Linked DNA regions of Mus musculus: region 1 is linked to region 2. The links are chromatin contacts, called in public promoter capture Hi-C maps. All regions are on one chromosome and are shown on one strand. Each heading gives the region's core, a stretch centred on a gene start, on an enhancer-like site or on the middle of the called end of the contact. The rest is flanking DNA. Distances are from core to core; before and after follow the strand shown.

Evidence for each region. Promoter capture Hi-C pulls out the DNA fragments that hold promoters and counts their contacts.
Region 1: a contact with region 2 is called in a promoter capture Hi-C map of liver, with 5 times the contacts expected there. The contact joins the promoter of Zbtb16 here to the promoter of Rexo2 in region 2. A contact is called at or near these places in 9 of 39 promoter capture datasets (the 3T3-L1 cell line, the HPC-7 cell line, HPC-7-derived erythroid cells and 6 more), 3 of 484 Hi-C or Micro-C datasets (the G1E-ER4 cell line and embryonic stem cells), 4 of 115 datasets of contacts at active chromatin or transcription factors (bone marrow-derived macrophages, embryonic hindbrain and embryonic stem cells) and 2 of 9 other capture datasets (adipose tissue and liver).

The regions. Positions count from the first base shown.
Region 1 is chr9:48,833,244-48,838,956 of GRCm38.p6, reverse strand. Zbtb16 (zinc finger and BTB domain containing 16) reads left to right here and starts at 2,732. Exons shown (of 7, transcript NM_001364543.1): 1 at 2,732-2,903.
Region 2 is chr9:48,477,527-48,483,207 of GRCm38.p6, reverse strand. Rexo2 (RNA exonuclease 2) reads left to right here and starts at 2,597. Exons shown (of 7, transcript NM_024233.4): 1 at 2,597-2,801; 2 at 3,815-3,898. The coding sequence starts at 2,655.

The DNA of each region.
Region 1 (5,713 bases), core at 1,483-3,982, 360 kb before region 2:
AGCTCACCTCTGTCTCTGCTTCTAGCATGACTAAGACTGAGGCCTCTTGCATTTTGTCAGAAAACCTTAAACCAAGGTCCTATGTTTTGTTTTTGAGAGAAGGTCTCTCTCACTTGGATACCTGGGGCTGGCCTGTAACTCACAGTGTGACTGGTCTTTGTCTCCATAGTGTTGGGATAAAAGGAAAGCAGTGTCGTGGCCAGTGGACTTTCGCCTTTTTAGGAGTTGATTTTTCCAGTTTCCCTACTACATCTTTTAGAAACAAAACAAAACAAAACAAAACAGTCCAAAAAACCCAAAGGTGGGGGAGGGGGCAGGGAGATTGTCTTTTGATTTTTCAACTCTGCTTGGATTTAGGCCTTACCATATGAAATCTCTCAACTGGGGACTCTCATTGCTTCCCAGGATCCAAGGACACAGCTCTGGCTATAAATGGTGCTGGTTTGGGAGTGGGGGCTGCTGCTGCTTTATCTGGGCCCAATAAACCTTATCAAACTGCTGTTCGGCCAGCCTTCATCGCTAAGTGGAAATGCTCTGGAGCCCAATGCTGGCACCCAGCCCACAGCCTCGCCTGCCTTCTCCCTTTCTGTTACCTTCCCCACCTCTTAAATCTAGGCATTACTCTCTCTTTAACACTTCCTAACAAGGGCTGGGCTCTTTAATGGGCAGAGTTTATGAAGCAAGGGAGATTTTCACATAGAGTGAGTATGGCTGGGGTTGGGGGGGAGGCCAGGGCCAGGCAAGGAATTGTTCTTTCGTTTCCATTGTGTCTACGGATTCTCTTTCTCTGATTTGAGGATTAATGGTAGAATAGGATCAGAGGTTAATCGTGTGCCTCTCCGGTGACTGCTGGAGAGAGGGTGGTAGGTGGATGTGGACCCTAGATAGCAAGCCTTCTTTAGACAGGAACTCAACAAGCTCAATGCTCCATTCCCATGGCCAGGCATTCACGGCAGGGGGGTGTGTGTTTTTCCTGTTCCCTTCTGCTCATCCACTCTTGCTTTCTTTATAGATGGCAGTTCCTTCTTAACGTCCTCAAATCCCCTACTTCTTACAGAGGGTTCGCCTTAACTTGAAAGAATCAGGTAGCCTTTACACAAGGTGTTTTTTGTTGTATACCAACTGACTGGGGTAGGGGGGTTTCGCCTTGTCTCACCCACATGACACTGCCTATGAGAGGGTAACTCAATTGTAGTTTTCTTCCTTTGCTTCCCAGTGCTCGGTTCTGCGGACTTCTCTCTCCCACTGCTAATCTGAGACCTGGGAGTGTCAATTGTTAGGATGCCTTGTTATTATAAATGACCACCACGTTAGCAGACCCCCGTGCAGATCTTGTGTAAGCTCTGCCACCTGGTCTTCGTGGGTTTTTTTGTCTCCATTCACCGCCCACTTTCCTTCTCCTTTAGCTCCTGGGGAATCAAGATACGATTCTGTGGGTCCTGTGGGAGATCCGCGGTAAGCCAAGAACACAGCACCCCTAAACTGAAGCCTGGAACTAATACCTTAGGACTGGAGGGTGGGGCTGTGTGGGTGACTTTTCTGAGACCCCTGGGTGGCGCTCTCCACCACACCCCCAATAACACTGCGCTGGGGCTTTGGCCGGAGGCCAGTGCTCAGAAAAGAACCCTCCAACCTCAATTCCCTGCCTAGCTTCGTGTGCAAAGGAGGAGACGGTGCTTTCCGCGGGTAGAAGGAATATTTTTTTTCCTTTGGTCTTTCTACCCTACGGTTTGTCATCTCAAGTACGCCCTTTAAAATGGTCCAGCCGCTGAGGGAAGAAAGTACTCTGGAGCGGCCCAGCGCTCTTCCAAGCTTCCAGTAGCTCCTGAAGGCAGAGCTGAGTTAGGCGCAGAATCTTCAGAACTTTCCATCCAGGTTCCTGGGGCCGGGGAAGATGGGGGGGGGCGTGCGGGCGGGGAGGATGCCCGAGATTAGGAGTGAGAAAGTATTACTACTCAGGCCTTCGCATCTCAGTGTGCAACAATCTAGATAGCAAAATCGAGGTGCTGCCTCCTACCAGATTTCTACTGGCCCCTTTAGATTTATCTGGCCAAATCCGGCGAACTCCTGTGGTCAGGCATCAGAGGCCTGGTTTGGGACTTGGGAAACGACCCATTTAAAGCTAGGGTAAGGGAGGATGCGATCCGAATCCTGAGAAAAAGTGAAAAGCTAGAAGCCACACACTGAACTGGTGCAAATAATAAAAAACGGGACAAAACTGCGCTCTTGAGTACTGGAGTTGGGGGAGTTAGGGGCGCGGGATACACCGCATGCCCAGTGGAAATGAAAAAACCTGGGGCTAAAGTGGGAACCGCTTCTCCCACTCATCCTTCTGACCCCTTGGGGACTGCCAGGTCCTCTGCGGCTCCTCTTCCTTTGCAACCTTTTGCCCTCTCCACCTAGCCAACGAGCAGCAGCCGCTGCCGCCGGGGCAGCAGCTAGATGTCAGGAGAAGCCCGGAGCGCCGAGCGCTGGGAAGGGAGGGGAGCGCCCGGGAAGGGAGGGCAGGGCTGGGAGAGCGCACGGGCTCTGCCAGGGCGGGGGTGGGGCGGGGTGGGCGGGCCAGGACCGGCCAGGGGGAGGGGAGGGGGCAGCTGTGGGCAGGGAGCCGGGCTCGGCCGCCAGCACTAAAGATGGAGAGGCGCCGGGGCCTCGCAGGGGAGGGGGCTCGGCGTTGACGTGGGACGCGGCGGAGGCGCCGCAGCCGGTGGTGATTTGCTAACCTAGCGGCAGAGAGGAGTTAAGGGTGACGAGAGCGGGTACTGCGAACTGCCGGGCGATGCCGCCGCTGCCGCCGTGAGATCCGGAGCAACAGTTCCCCAGCAACACCCCTTCCCCGATCCAGGCACACCCCTAACCCCCCAGGCACGCACACCCACCCCAAGCTCCAGGCTCCGTAAGCGGTAAGTGTATGTGTGTAGGAAACCCGGGAAGGACTCGCACCGCCCAGCGACCGCCTCCCGCCAGGGCGCCCTGGGGCGGGAGAGGTTTAGGCGGGTGGTGCTAGCTTTGGCCACTCGGCCGCTGGGCTCGTGCGGGGTTCTCTGGTTGCTGCTGCAGCAGCGATCGCCAGTGCCCGTTGGGGGTCAGCTAGAAAGCGGCGCTGAGGCTGTCAGCTTGGGCACAGCTGCCTCACCAACCTTTCTTCTCCGGGCACGGTCCGGTCCGGGTGAGAGGTGGCAGGCCGGGAGGTCTGCCAGGGCTGCGGGCGCGTGTAGTCGGGGACTGGGTGTCTTTGTACAGGCAAGGGCTGGCGGAGGAGCAGAGAGCCTGTGGGTGCTCATATGTATGCGGACCGGTGCGCTTGGCGTGAGATAGGATTGTGTCTTATTTATTTGTGTTTATTCGCTGGCGAGCTGGGGAGCTAGACCCGGAGGAAGCAAGGAGTGAACCTGGGGGTCGGGTGGGAGGGGACTGGTATCCGATCGGGTTTTGTTTTCTTTAGAGAAAACGTGGTGGGATTTTTTTCTTCTTTTTTTGATTGGACTTGATGCCCTCTTTTAAGGAGAGAGGGACGCTTCGGAGAGACTCTGGCGCTCCGAGTCCTCCTCGGCTCTCGGTGGGAACGGCCGGTGGAGCGGGAGCTCGCTGTGCGCTCCCGGCCGCGCACGGTGGGTTCCCGGCTCTGCACCTGATGCATTCGGGATGTCTTTCCCACCCTGGCGCGCTGCAAGCTTGCCCAGCCCCTCGCACGCTCCCGCACGCGCTCGAAATGCGCACGATCCTGCCAGCCTGCGGACCCCACCGGAATGCACAGGAGCGCACCGCTGCAACCAGCTCGCCTCCTCCCCGCCACGCTCCCAGCGTGTTTGACTCGGGCACGCCGGCAGCTGGTGCGGGAGGCCGGGGACCCTGCTGGTGACTTCCCGGGGATCGTGATCTTGGGTGGAAGGTGGAGGACCCAGAGATCTCTTCTCATTTGGCCTCCCACCACTCGCCTCCAGGCTTTTGTGCATCCTTTTCTCCCCTGGGGGGGTTGCGCTGCCGGGCCGGCCTAGCAGCGGCGTCCAGCCCGCTCGGACCTTCTCCTTTCCCCAGGCTCTTTCGCTTTCCCCCTTTCTTAGTTCTGTTCCCTTTCTTCCAGGCACCTGACTCCTGGGGAAAAGTTGCTTTCCCAAGTTTGCCAAAGTCCTATGCAAGTCTCGGCGGGGGTCTCTGGGAACAAGGGGTGTGTTGCACCATCGATCCTCGGAGCTCTGGCGGGTTAGCGCTGGCTTTGCCCAGAATCGGCTGATCGCTGCACCTAGGGACGGTCGGATCGCGGGTGCGGAGCCGCCGGTTAGGGATAGGGCACCTTGATTTCCCTCAAGGCCCAAAAGGTTCCTTTGAGCAGCGAACCTTCTTTATTTTGGCTTCTCCCCCTTAGTTCTCCAAATCTCTGATCTCTCTCCCGAAAGCACACCGTGCTCATGAAGCTTTTGAGGAATGGATATCTCACCGTTCTTGATGATGCCCTCCGTTTCCACTTTAGGGTGGGCAATAAGAGTGGCCAGCCACTATTGTTAACTCTTTCCGCATGAGTTTTGCACCTAAGAGTCTTTAAGACTCCTGTCGAGGGTGAAGGCAAGCTCTGCGAAGAGTGGCTGAGAGCCTAGCTCTCTCCACCCTCTTCCCCAGGCTGTGGGAAATGTTGGCTACAGAGAGACAGAGGTTGGGACCTTATCCCGTTAGGTCTTTCTGCCTATGTCCCAATGGCTGTTCAAAGTTGGGAGCCTCTCAGTCATCCAGAACACTTTCTGGGAGAGGCCTTTGTGTTCCAGCCCTGTCTTCCCTTCTTTTGGGCTTAATTCACCCCAGAGATGCTGGTGCCAATGTCACTTAGAGAACCATATTCAATGTCAGTTTTTCTCTTTGTCGCTGGGCTTGCCAACACCTGGGAGGCATCCAGTCTGGTGTGCACTCTCAAGGCTGTTGGGAACATACTCTCCTATGGTGTTACCCACTTTCTCATTTTAGAGCATTCTGTCCATTGGGGGGCTTGTGGGCTGTGGGTAAAAGAGGAGGCTGTAGCATCTTGTATAATTGCATGTAGGTGTACATTCACGCGTGTGCACACCTGTGCACACGTGCGCGCGCACACACGCGCGCGCACACACACACACACACACACCTTGGACACATACAGCAGCTTTAAAGAACTTGTAGTTAAAAATGAGTTAAGGTAGAATGTGATGTGATGGGTGTGAGGGGGAGGGTGCGGTGTGGTGTGTTTGTCACAGCCTAAGTATGGGTCTGCCAATCCTGTGCAGCCCTGACTTAAGCGTGCAAGGACAGAGGCCATAGAAACCACTGGATGATGGAGAGGAGTCATGTCTAGGATGACTAGGAGAAGACAGCTTCATGGCCAGCAGATCTGGGACCACCATCATGTTTAACAGCCCTGGCTAGATCTGGTTGTCTCCTAAGGCCGTCTCAGTGAGCCAGAACTAGAAAAACATTGAAGATGAGGGCTTGCCCATAGGGGTGGACAGGAAAGCCGAATGCTTCTTACTTTTAAGTAAGTTTGTGAGCCTCATGGTGGACACTGGCCTTATCCAGGAAGGCTCTGCTCTCAGGCTCGAAGAATGCCTAGGATTCATTGCAATCATCATTTCGCTTTATCCGATGGATGCGTGCTTCAGAGCAGTGGGGGAAAGAGTGTGGGGAAGCGCAAACCTTCCTTTTCCTCTCAGCGTGTTGGAAAGGATGATGGTACCTTCCTAGGAAGCCCACC
Region 2 (5,681 bases), core at 1,348-3,847:
GCAGGAGGGAGGGAGGAGTGGAGGATCACAGTCCCCCTTCAAGAGCATGCATCTAATGACTGGAAGACCTGTCACGAGGCCCTACCTTTCAAAGTTTTCACAAGCTGTCAACACGATGATGGGGCCAATCCTTACAACACTCTGGCCTTTGACGGACTTCCAGATCCAAATCCCAAAGCTTCATGGTAGAGTGCTCTGTACAAGCTAAGTACTTGGTATGTGTTTGTAAACTGAGTTGACATAAATGCAGTTCAGATTTCATAAAAACCTCAGTGGCCACATATACAGATGTGCTCTGAGGATACTTTCTTTTTTTTTTAAAGGCTTATTTTATTTAATAATGGATGTGGGGGAAATATTAATTTAAAAAAATTCTAGAGCCAAACATGTTATATCATAACTAATCCCTAAACTTGGAAGGTAGGAAGACTGTCACGGGTTTGAGGTCAGCCTGCACTGCATGAGTGAGACCCTGTTTCAAACAACCAAATATAAACCAGACGGAAACCAAAACTGTTTCTGTAGCAGAAAACAGAGACAGTGGGTACAACTTATAGGTCATGACTCCTCCTCCCCAGGAAAGGACGTGTCTCAGCTAAAGTCACAATATTCTAGCCTTTGTCACACAGCTGCTTTCTGCAAGTCTAAAATGGTCATAGATATGGTGGGAAGACATTAGCACACTTACTCACACTCTTTGTTTTGGCAAAACTGTGCATAAATCTATATCTAGTTTCTTTTACCATTTTCTGTTTTGCAATTTCTTTAGAATTTAGGGAAAATAACTGTTTTATTTATGGTAAGAACACTAAATCTGTACTTATCATTGTAACAGAACACATTACCTTAGCTGAATAAACGTGAAAGGTTCTAAAACTCCCACACATAGTTTCTGTTTATTTTTGAGATAGGGTTCCCTGTGGCTATTTACATAGCTATAATTTTTCATTGTTAAATGTAACCATTCATTGTTAAAAAAAAATCATGGGTGTGGTTTTTCAGGATATAAATTGTTAAATACCACCACCAAAGGTGTAATAAAAAAAAGATCTCTATTTGTGCAGTGTGTATGTGTGTGTACGTGTGTGTATGTGTGTTTACTGGTGCCCACTAAGGTTTGAAGAGGGCAACACAATCCCTCGGAGCTGAAGTTCAATCCCCTGCAAGAGCAGCAAGTACTCTTACTTAACCTTTGAGCCATCTCTCCAGCCTAAGGATGTTATCCTTTCAAAATGTAAAGAAGTAATACTGAGAATAAGCCCAGCGGATTCAAATTCCTATATAGCCAGGTGTGGTGTTGCACACTTTTAATCCTAGTACTTGGGAGGCAGAATTCCAGGCCAGCTTGGGTTCTGTAGTGTGTCTCTTTGTCTTAAAAAAAAAGTTTCAATGCTACAATAGAGTTCTCCTTCCTATGAGTAGGGCCACAAATGATTACAAACTTAACAGTATGTTCTACTAGGTAATGCCGTTATAATATACATACCCATTCTGCAGTAAAATTGAACATGTAATTTGACACCCGTTTCCATGATTTTTTCCGTTTCTCTGGCCAAGCTTGGCAGGTCACCGGTGGAGTAGCTGAAATCCACTTGTAGGTTGCAGCATCCTTAAAGCTTTGATTAGGCAACAATGTTTGTCTCACAAAACCAGCTCACCGGGTAGGAATAACTATGCCACCAACCACAAGCTCTGTAATTACTGGCAACACAGCTTTCAGAAAAAGACACAGAGTATGTGATTCAAGACTGAGCACGTTTGTGACAAAATTGCCCTTTGCAGAGGCGTTTGCTACTGAGCTAAAATATAAGATCTCCGCAGAGGCCCCTTCGAGCGTAGGTGATGAAAACCGTATCTATTGTGGGAGATTAAGGACCCGTCTATTAAAACCAGAGCGATCGGCAAAGGCAGAGCGCAGGACAGAGCAGGCAGAGCTATTCCAACTCTCTTTAGTGGGCTGCAAAAGGTAGAATAGTATACGATCTAACAACCGAAACACAGCCTACACGTCCTGGCATCCTAGAAAACGAGACAAGGCTTCTGCCAATAATGGGAAAGGAACATTTATGGAACACCTGATATGTGCGAAGTCATCTTTCAGAAAAGAGACCATTTAAGGACTCCTAAACGGTGATGGCGGAATTGGCCTTGTAGCTCAAAAGAGCACGTCACTCGGATTCCAAGTAAATAAGAAATATACTCAATACGCGGAAGGGAGGGGCAGGTAAAAAAAAAAAAAAAAAGAAAAACTGAGGGAGGTAGCAGTAAGGAAAAGGTAGATTTAAAACAATTCTTAAACATATAACCATATTTTTCAAAGTAAAGCCTCTTCAACTTCGCAGCTTAGAACTAATAAAAACTCAGGAATGATATCTCCTGGAAACAGACAAACTTTAGCGGTGAAATACTAGCAAGTCCCTTAACATCCGAAAACACGTGGCGGGGGAGGGGAGCAGGAGGCTGGACCAAGGACTCCTACTCCCATCAGCCCTTTCGGCAGCCGAGAGTAGCTGTGGAGGGCGAGCCGACGCCTCGCATGCCGGGGCTTGTAGTCTTCTCCCGGCACCTCCCCGTGGGTTTGCGACGTTTAGCGACTGTGGCGCCTGCGCGCGCTGGGCCGGCGGGGCTGGGGCCGTGGCGGCTCGTGCCGGGTGATGCTAGGCGTATCCCTGGGCGCCAGGCTGTTGCGGGGCGTGGGTGGCAGGCGCGGGCAGTTCGGGGCGCGAGGTGTCAGCGAAGGTAGCGCAGCCATGGCGGCAGGGGAGAGCATGGCTCAGCGAATGGTCTGGGTGGACCTGGAGGTGAGAGTGCGGCCGGGGCGAGGAGGGTGCGGGGAGGCGAGCGCAGATTCGCGCGTGGGACCGAGGGACTCCCCTGTCCCGGGAAGCAGCAGGGATCTGGGTGTCAGGTGCGACAGGTGAGCACGGCCCCAGGAGCCCCGAGTCAAGAGTTTTTGCGGGGTCTGGGACTGTCCCTGGACTGTGGGGTTTCTTTCCATCTGGGTGGAGCCGTCCATGTGTCTCCCCTCTCCCTAGCCTCGACCTCCACCCAGAAGTGAATTTGTGTTACGCGTTAGTGACTCTGAGGATCGTGGGTGAGAGTTGGGGCAGCGACTCTGAGCCCTGCTCCGTCCCCACCTCCTAGCCTTAAAAGACTAGGTTGCTTAAGCTAGGACTCAGGAGATGACTCAGCCTTACCCCTCATTCCATAAAAGAGAAAATTGAGGCCCCATTGGAAGATTCAGGTTACCCATTTTAGTTTTAACGCATTCATACCTAGGCCTCTCTTGAACTCCAGTTTTCTGCTTACGAACTGAGTTCATTTGTTAACTTTTTTTGTTGTTGTTGTTGTTGGGAAAACTTCGGAAACCATTGTAAACCTCCGAGAGGTAACGTTCGTGAGCTCACTTTTCTGTAGTCAAGTTTTCATCCTGCTTATTTTGAGTCTGTTCCCAGGACAAATGTGTTTGACAGTAGCTGGCCCGCCCGCAGGAAGTGCCTTTAGCAGTCTCTGAGCACTCAGAACTTAATACCCTGAGTACTGCCCAGACCATTACTGGTCATAGAATGTGAGCTGGGTCCACACAAAGGAATCTCTGTCAAGTAAACTTGGGCAGCACGCCTTTAATCCTAGCACTTGGGAGGCAGAGGCAGGTGGATTTCTGAGTTCGAGGCCAGCCTGGTCTACAGAGTGAGTTCCAGGACAGCCAGGGCTACACAGAGAAACCCTGTCTCAAAAAAATAAAACAAAAACAAAACAAAACAAAAGGTGGTTTCATGTGTTTGTTATATGCTTGTTTATTTATGTTTTACAGATGACAGGATTGGATATTGAGAAGGATCAGATTATTGAGATGGCCTGCCTGATAACTGACTCTGATCTTAACATTTTGGCTGAAGTAGGTGATGCCGTGTAAATACATTCATACCACTTAAAGGGCATTGGGGATCTAAAGGTGCCTTCATCTGATCTCACTGAAAAACGTAGCAGATTGAGGTCTGTGTAGATTAAGGCCCAGTGCTATATTACTAGGACAATGTAATATAATATGTTAGAGTTGGTATTGGAACCAACATAATCCACTTCATAACCGGATTAAGTTTTCAGTTGAAATTGACAGAACTCCCCCTCCCCCAAGGCTACAACAGTTCTGCAGGGTTTACACGTGTATTCTTAGTCCTCATGATGATAAGATAGGCTCTGTTAATGATGTTCATTGTCCACCGGAAGATATTGGGTTACAAGAGATTTGGGGGACTTGCTCAAGAGCATTTGGCTAGGTATTGGGGAAGCTGGTTAAACTACTCTCTAAACACAGGCAGTCTCAAGTGTTCCCACCAGTATCCAGCCAGCTGGGTCCTCATCAAGCTTGGTGTCCCCCGACAGAGTTTCCCATCTCTATGTCCTACCTTCGGCTTTAATTCCATATATAGTCCCCCTTATACCACTCCATCAGGGGTTGGTTCCAGGATTCCTCTGTAGATACCTAAATCTCATTCCCCTGTATCCTGGAAGGAGATGCAGTATTTCTCATGTACTTTGAATCACCTCTAGATTGCCTGGTGTCATTCTTGTGCTCCCAATAGAATACCTGATACGACGTTGGTGCGTGTAAGTAGTGTTTAAAGTAGTGTTTACACCATGTTGGTTAGGGAATGTTAAGGAAAAAAAAAGTATCCGTATGCGTTCCTTACAGACCAATGACGTTTCCGTCTGAACTGGGTGACTCCTCCCAGATGACACCCATTGTCCCAGGTGGCCGTTGCCTTCTCAGCTAGACTGTGTGGTTCTTGCACCTCTGTGTTAGGGTTTTAGAACATCTATAGACACACTTTTAGAATGTGTGCTCACGGTGATTTTTATCACTCTGTTAAATGCTGCCTTTAACTGAAACCTTTAGCAGAACAAATAGAATAGACCTGTTGGCACTTGCGTTTAAGCACCCGTGAAGCGTTTTAAAAGATGAAATCCCTGACCTTGATACCATCCTCAATATTCGAAGTCATTAAAGAACAAAATAGGCCAGGCTTAGTGGCAGGAGTCTTTAATCCCAGCACTTGGGAGGCAGTGGCAGGTGGATCTCTGTGAGTCTGAGACCAGCGAGGTCTATATGACTAGTTCCTGGGCACTCAGGGCTACCTAGTGGGGGTGGAGAGATGGCTCAGCAGTTCAAGCATGTACTACTCATTCATGAAGACAAGAGTCTGTGTCCTAATACCCAGGTCTCACGAGCCCCTGAATCTCCACCTCTAAAGGACCTGACCGGACCAGACACATGCATACGCATAGAAATCAAATGAAACAACAAAACCTGTAGACATGGAGCACGTATGCCCGCGGAAAGAAGAGTCTAGTTAATAAATTAGGTTTTCAGAGCGCAGGCTCAGTGGACACTGGAGCCACAGCCATTTCCCGTTTACAGTTAGGACGTCTTTTTATTCCCTGGGTAAGCAAAAGGACTTTTCATTCCCTGGAGAAAGCATTTTTTAGCTGGGCACGATGTCACACACTTTTCATCTCAGCAGTTCAGAAGGCAGAAGCAGGGTGGTCAATGTGAGTTTGAGTCTAGGCTGGTTGACAGAGTAAGTTCCAGGTCATCTTGGGCTATACAGTGAGACTCTGTCTCAAAACAACAACAGCAAAACCTAAACAAAAAAACAAACAAGCATTTAGAGGTGAAT